Regions from separate parts of the Mus musculus genome. Here region 2 is linked to region 1. Evidence: chromatin contacts called from public Micro-C data. All regions are on one chromosome and are shown on one strand. The core of a region is the stretch at or near the end of the contact, and the rest is flanking DNA. Distances in the headings are between cores, read along the strand shown.

Evidence for each region. Hi-C and Micro-C count contacts between places; a contact is called where the count stands out from the background.
Region 2: a contact with region 1 is called in a Micro-C map of trophoblast stem cells, with 3 times the contacts expected there. The contact joins two enhancer-like sites. A contact is called at or near these places in 12 of 39 promoter capture datasets (the 3T3-L1 cell line, 3T3-L1-derived adipocytes, cranial neural crest and 7 more), 15 of 484 Hi-C or Micro-C datasets (the AML12 cell line, the HL-1 cell line, MC3T3-E1-derived osteoblasts and 8 more), 8 of 115 datasets of contacts at active chromatin or transcription factors (cardiomyocytes, embryonic basal ganglia, embryonic forebrain and 5 more) and 3 of 9 other capture datasets (embryonic stem cells, liver and pancreatic islet).

The regions. Positions count from the first base shown.
Region 1 is chr7:112,401,398-112,404,761 of GRCm38.p6, forward strand. The region is part of intron 7 of Micalcl (MICAL C-terminal like); the gene reads left to right. All of the region lies in intron 1 of Gm51494 (a long non-coding RNA gene), which reads right to left. Among named protein-coding and RNA genes, the nearest start is that of Gm51494, 11 kb to the right of the region's middle. Within about 2 kb of position 1,939, at least 2 of the 459 cell types and tissues checked have an H3K27ac peak or open chromatin away from gene starts, as enhancers often do. A contact at or near this core is called in trophoblast stem cells, where this site is marked.
Region 2 is chr7:112,654,690-112,658,114 of GRCm38.p6, forward strand. No RefSeq gene overlaps it. Among named protein-coding and RNA genes, the nearest start is that of Gm40451, 18 kb to the right of the region's middle. Within about 2 kb of position 1,587, at least 44 of the 459 cell types and tissues checked have an H3K27ac peak or open chromatin away from gene starts, as enhancers often do. A contact at or near this core is called in trophoblast stem cells, where this site is marked.

The sequences.
Region 1 (3,364 bases), core at 689-3,188:
GATCAAATCAGGTTATCAAGCTTGGAGCAAGTGACATCTCACCAGCTGGCCTGTTTGGTGGTTGTTGTTGTTTTAGAGATGTGTGTGTGTGTGTGTGTGTGTGTGTGTGTGTGTGTGTGTGTGCATAGGTACCTATGGAGGCCAAAAGCGAGAATTAGATTTGCTGGGGCTGAAGTCCTAGGCAGTTGTGAGTTGCCGGTCACCAAACAGCAAGTGCTCTTACCTACCGAGCCGACCCTCCTGTCCCCAGAGTAGATTCTTATTGTCACTCCCAGCACAATAGCAACTGACTGAAACAGATCGACAAGCAGACAAAGCCTGTGGTGTGGAGGACTGCCTGTTGACAGTTCGCCATCATTTGGGAATGGGGTCTGGGGAGCAGATGCCCTTTAGATAATCTCTGTTAGTCTCTGAATGGAAAAGCATCGAGTCCAAGGTTACACTCCTTGCCAGCTGTCCCGTGTGGTCGATTTCTGAGGAAGCAGCTCAAGGGAGGAATGAGATCTCCGCAATTGTCCAGTACAGGTGGACCATAGGGTTGGAGCCAAAGGTAATGTTAACCCTGTATTCAAATAGAATATTGTCAGAAAAGAACTGGGCCCTTACAGAGCCTTTCCAGGAGTCGCTCAAATCCAAAATTACTGAAGCAAGCAAATATTTTGGCCTGATTTTTCCCAAATCCATCGAAGGCATTGCTGAAGTCCAATGCTTCCAATGAACAGAACTTGTGCTTCTTTATACCACGAACAGCAGGAGCAGCATCATGGTGGCACAAGAGGCCCCAGGTCCCAGGGTATGACACAGTGGGTTTCAATAACATAGCAAAGCTAGTGCCATAGCTAGGAAGCCAGGATAAAGAGCACAGCAGCCTTTATACCAAGCAGTAAATGAGTGGGTTGTACAGTCCGCTCAGTGTGGGGTTCTGAGCTGCACACAATTCTCTTGTAGAGTCACAGGAGAGGCCCAGGCATAAGATGTTTAAACCTTGTGCTTTGCACACTTAGAAAAGACACACACATGCATATGCTCACACTGCACAGAAGACAGCCTCATTCACAGATATCAGTAGCCATGTGTTACATGTCCCCTCTGTCACAGCTTCAGTGGTTATCCTAAAGACACAGGTGTATCCGGTTTAAGGCCCATGGACTGCAGGAGCCCAAGGACAGCTAGAAATGCAGCCCAGCACAAATCATAAACGTACGCTATGAGGGTGTTTGTTTGTTTGTTTGTTGGGTCTCTCACATGTGTAGTTATCTGGTGTAAACTTTGTAAATGGCAACATCCTGTCACAGTGTCAAAAGGTTGACCACTGACCTCTTTGAGGGCTGTGTTGAAAGACTAGAGATAATCTTAAGTTGGTTGTTTAAAATAAAACAAATAAGTAGAGGAGAAATGATCAGGACAGACAAAGATATGACAGAGGTTTCAAACGGTAAAATCATTGGATCCAGTGAACATGAATCCAACTGTTCAAAAAATAATATAAGCAAGCGTGGCTTTTAGAACCACCAAGCTAAAAATGAAGTAAAGGAAACCTTATGATGTTTTCAATTCATGAGCAAAGTTTATCTGAAAAACCTTAATACCCATGGCCCAGGGCACTGTCTCGGGGCTTTAAGATACTTGCCACCAAGTTTTGTTCTGACAATGAGTTTTGTCCCCAGGACCCACATGATGGAAGGAGAGAACTGACTCCCTCATGGTGTCCTCTGACCCTCACAAGTGTGTGCACACAATAATAAATAAATAAATGTAATAAAAAATTCAACATCTACTTGGGATTTAAAAAAAAAATCTTTCAGCAATAGGACTTAGTCCTGAAACCCTACAGCAAACATCTGTGGATCATCCTTAAAGTATGCAAGGAGCTGTGGGGACAGTTATACTCTAAACTCTGGGGCCTGAGGCCGATCGAGACAGCTGTGAACTGAGCCTGGAGCTCATGAGAAGTCAGAGGACGTGGGTTGACCTGGAGCACAATTGCTAAAGCACTTGCCTGCCATGTATAGACAAAACCCAGAGTACAGAAGGCAGGCCTGAAACCACAGGCACTCTGAGGAAGGTGCCCCACGCAGCGCATTGAGGGTTCCGCCATAACCACTCGAATGCCAGCAAGCACCAGTAAGCATATCCAGCGTGTTAACAAGATTGCAGTGAACAGTAGATTAGCACAGATTCTAAGGAGGCGAAAAAATAGTCACATCTAAAGAATGACTTCTGAGCCAGATGGCGAACAAGAGTGGACCTGGTAAAACCACACACCAATCTGCAAGCAGTTAGGGGCATGGCAGTCCCTCAAGAGGAAAATATACACAAAACCAGAATGGCTTCAAACAGATTGTACACATTTTTGTTGTTGTTGCTATTTTTACATTCAGAAAACAAACAGCTGGACGCTGTATGCCAGTCACGCCCAGGTAAGCAAAGACTAGGGTACACCAGGCTTGGTCACTTGAATTTGATGCTGAGGGTCACTGGATCTCAGTAGAGACTGACGTAATTTGCTTTGTAGTTTTGAGAGCACTCTTGGGGAAAACTAGGTCACTATAAATGACAATTAACAAGTTTGTTTGTGTTAAGCTCTAGTTTGTTTTGGTTGATTGGTTGGTTGGTTGGTTGGTTTTTTGGTTTTTGTTTTTGTTTTGTTTTTTTTCAGACAAAAATCACATGTGGCTCAGGCTGGCTTTGAACCCACAATTCTCTTGCTTCTACCTCCCAAGTGCTGGGGGTGGGCACCATCTTGCCCAGACACTGAGTGTTGATTTCACTATGGCAAGTGAAATCTTTCCAATGTGTCTAAAAAGATCCATGATAAGAATTCAGGAGCAAAGACGTTTGACAGAAGATCCAAGCAGAGGGTAAGAGGAAGAGGAAGAGTTAAATAACTGAGCTGTCCTGGTCATGGCCAGAAGCCACCTTGCCTTCTGGTCACACAGCCCTCCAGGTCAGGAGTCACTGCTCTGTGGAGGAAGGGCTTTGCCTGTGACAGCTGAAGCCACTGGAAAACAATGGTAGACACAGGAAAGCAAGGAACCTGGATAGGCACCATGCATTCGCGTCTTTGTAGATGGTCCATTTCCATTGTATGAGCCGGAAAAGGAAAAGTACCGCTAAGGTGGTGCTGCTGGTGGTTTCAAGTTGTTAGAAGACAAAGTTTTATGTTTTGTTTTGTTTTAACCACCTCGCTGAGTTTTACAGATGAATGGAAACTAACCCTGATGGAGCTGTACACCTAGACACAGGGAGGCAGACTGAGGAGCAAAGGGGCAGTTTACTGAAGTGTTACTATGTACAGAGCATCGTGCTGACACTTCCCCACGCACCTTCTCATTTAGCAGCCCTAACCAACACTCGAGGTAGC
Region 2 (3,425 bases), core at 337-2,836, 250 kb after region 1:
GGCTTGGTGGTAAAGGCCTGTATTCCCAGCTATTTCCCTGGGAGGCTGAGACAGAGGACTTGCAGGTTTGAGGCCTGCCTGGGGATTGTAGCACAGTAGAAGCTTGTTTGCCTACCATGAGTGAGACCTTAGGTTCAATCTCCAGTACTACAAAAAACTAAAACAAAAGAGCAACAATAACAACTAAAACCAGACAACACACTAAATTACGCACCACACACACACACACTGTAAATGCACAAAATGTTCCATAATTGCCACCCTTTGTTCTTATATGGAACTAATGGGGGGGAGCACTGAATATGGATTCAGAAAGAGATTTGTGGCATCCCAAGACCTCTCCCACTTTCCTATATGGTCTCTCTTCCCTCTTCTCTGGACCTACTCACATTATCATTTGATGAACAAATTATCAAATTATGTGTTAAAAATATGAGTCGGGGGCTAGAGAGATGGCTCAGCAGATAAGAGCACTGACTGCTCTTCTGAAGGTCCTGAATTCAATTCCCAGCAATCACATGGTGGCTCACAACCATTTGTAATGAGATCTGAGGCCCTCTTCTGGTGCATCTGAAGACAGCTATAAGGTACTTATTTATAATAATAAATAAATCTTTGGGCCAGAGCTAGCAGGGACTGAGCTAGTGGAGTTGACTTGAGTGAGCATGGCCAACCAGAGCAAGCAGAGGTCCTAAATTCCATTCCCAACAACCACATGAAGGCTCACAACCTTCTGTACAGCTACAGCGTACTCATATTCATTAAGTAAATAAATAAATAAATAAATAAATAACTCTTAAAGTGTCAGGGGGCTAGAACAATGGCTGAGTGGTTAAGAACTTGCTGCAAGATCTTCCAGTTGATCAGAATTCGGATCCCAGCACCCACACTACAGCTTACAACTGTCTGTAACTACAGTTCTAGGAGATATGACGCCCTCTTCTGGCCTCCACAGAGACTGCGCACACATGGCGCATATATATATATATATATATATATATATATATATATATATATATATATATATGTGTGTGTGTGTGTGTGTGTGTGTATGTATATATATATATATATATATATATACACACATACATACATATACACACACATAGACCATAGACACACAAACATACACACATACATGAAGGCAACATACTCATACATATAACATTTAAAAATATCCTCAGGCCATATTAAAAAAAAATCAGCAAAGATAAAGATTGAGAACAAATTGTAAATACTTGTTAACAACCACATGTTCCAAAGCTTGTCCATCATTTTCTTTGTGTCACAAACACACACAGGAGACACAGGAGCTCATGCAAAAACACATACTTCATATACATGCACACGTTCAGGCTCTCTCTCCTTCTTAGTAGCCAGGACTTGCAACTTCTTAGAAACATGGATTCAGCTTGAGGCCAATTTTCACGGAACATTCTCTTCATTTCTTCCTTCCCTGACCTTTCACAGAAAGCCCATGCAGCCTTAGAAAGCGGCAGGCTTCTCCCCACTCTCCCCACATGGTCTGTACACTGTTTGGCGTCTGGCCTCTCCTGGCTGCGTCTGGTCTCAATGGAATGTGCTTATCAGTCTCACTCCCGGAAAACGAAGCCAAACAGCCCAGTACCCTGGTAGCTAAGAGGCTTGTACAAGCATGTGACATGTCATCAACAAGTGAGCTGACACAGATTCTTCAGGTTCCTTATCTGCCTATAACTTCTACCAGACCGACGTATCTCCCCACGTGCACCCACTCCTCCAAACTCTGTGCTTCCCACATCCACCTCACTCTCTCTTCTGCTCAGCCTATTAGCATCCATTGATTGACATTACAGCTGACAGTGATGACTGGACCAGTGGAGCTCCCTGGCACAGCTTTGTCATCCCCCGGAGGCTAGAGCATGGGGTAATGGGAGGACTTTGGTGTTGCACAGACTTGGCTCTGAGTCCAACTTCCTTTGAAGAGTATTTTTAACATGTCTTCATATCTCTGAACCTGTTTCCTCATCCGTGGAATGCAGAGCTCATCTCTGCCCCGCCAGGCGTTGGTGGGAAATAAGAAGACACACACTACAGATCATACTTTATATTGTCAGCATCATTGTTTTGCCCTAAGGATAGTTACGGTCACCTAGCAGAAACCTAGAACAAATCATGCTCTTTTTGCATCTGCAATTCGGTTGGTTAATTTTTTGTTTGTTTGCTTGCTATTGTTGTTGTTTTTTATTGTTGTTGTGTGGCATTAGAGAGATGGCTCAGCCATTAAGAATGGTGACTAATATTCTAGAGGACGCAGGTTTGACTCCCAGTATTCATTTTGTGGCCCACAACCACCTCTAACTCCAGTTCCATGGGATTCAATACCCTCTTCTGGCCTCTGTGGACACCAGGCTTCTACATAATGCACAGACATACTGGTAGGCAAAACACCCAAACACAAAAAAATAAAATAATGTATAAATTATGGGATGTAGAAACATCAATCCATCTTTTTAAAAGACTGTAGCACAGGGCTGTTGATGCATTTTAACTATATTTTTCTCATTGATTGGCTTTTCCCACCTTGAAGGTGAATGTAGCTAAAAGTACTTTCTCTCTCTCTCTCTCTCTCTCTCTCTCTCTCTCTCTCTCGTGTATATCTGTGTGTCTGTGTCTGTGTATGCATGTGAGAACAGCTTGGGTTGTCAGTCCTTGCTTTTCACCTTGTTTGGGGCAGGATCTCTTTTGTTTTTCTACTGTACATACCAGGCTAGCTTGCCTGAAGATTTTGGGGGTTCTGTCTCTGCCTCACTACAGGCACTGGGATTACAGATGATCATGACCCGTGTCCGGCCTTTACACAGGTTCTGGAGATCTGAACTCAAGTCTCATCCTTACACAGCCAGTACCTTACATACCGAGGCATCTCCTCCTTAGGCCTTTCATCAGTATTCCACTAAGAATTTTGGAGGGACAATAGTATATATATTATATACTTGAGCAAGTCTGCATGAATGTGCGTGCACATTGCTCTCTCTCTCTCTCTCTCTCTCTCTCTCACACACACACACACACACACACACACACACACACACACACAGTGCCAAGAATAGGAATAGTCAAATATGGCCGTCACACAATCTTGCCTCCCAAGCTGGGAGAGAGCATGTGGAAGCATTAGTCAGGACTGAACACCATTGTCCCTGGGGCAGGGAGGCTTGCAGTGTCAGGCTACAAGTTCTGCTTAATGAAGCCTCGAGGTCTTAATTGCTTTGAAATCCACACATACTGCCAGATAGTTCTCAGAATTGGGCAAGCCAGAAACTTAAATGAGGCCCACATAGGAAGCATCTTCTCTATATATCCGAGGTACAGGAAAGGCCTTTGTGAAGATCCAATGGAGATACTTCTTCCTCTGGCCACCTGGGAGAGAATAGTCTAACTTG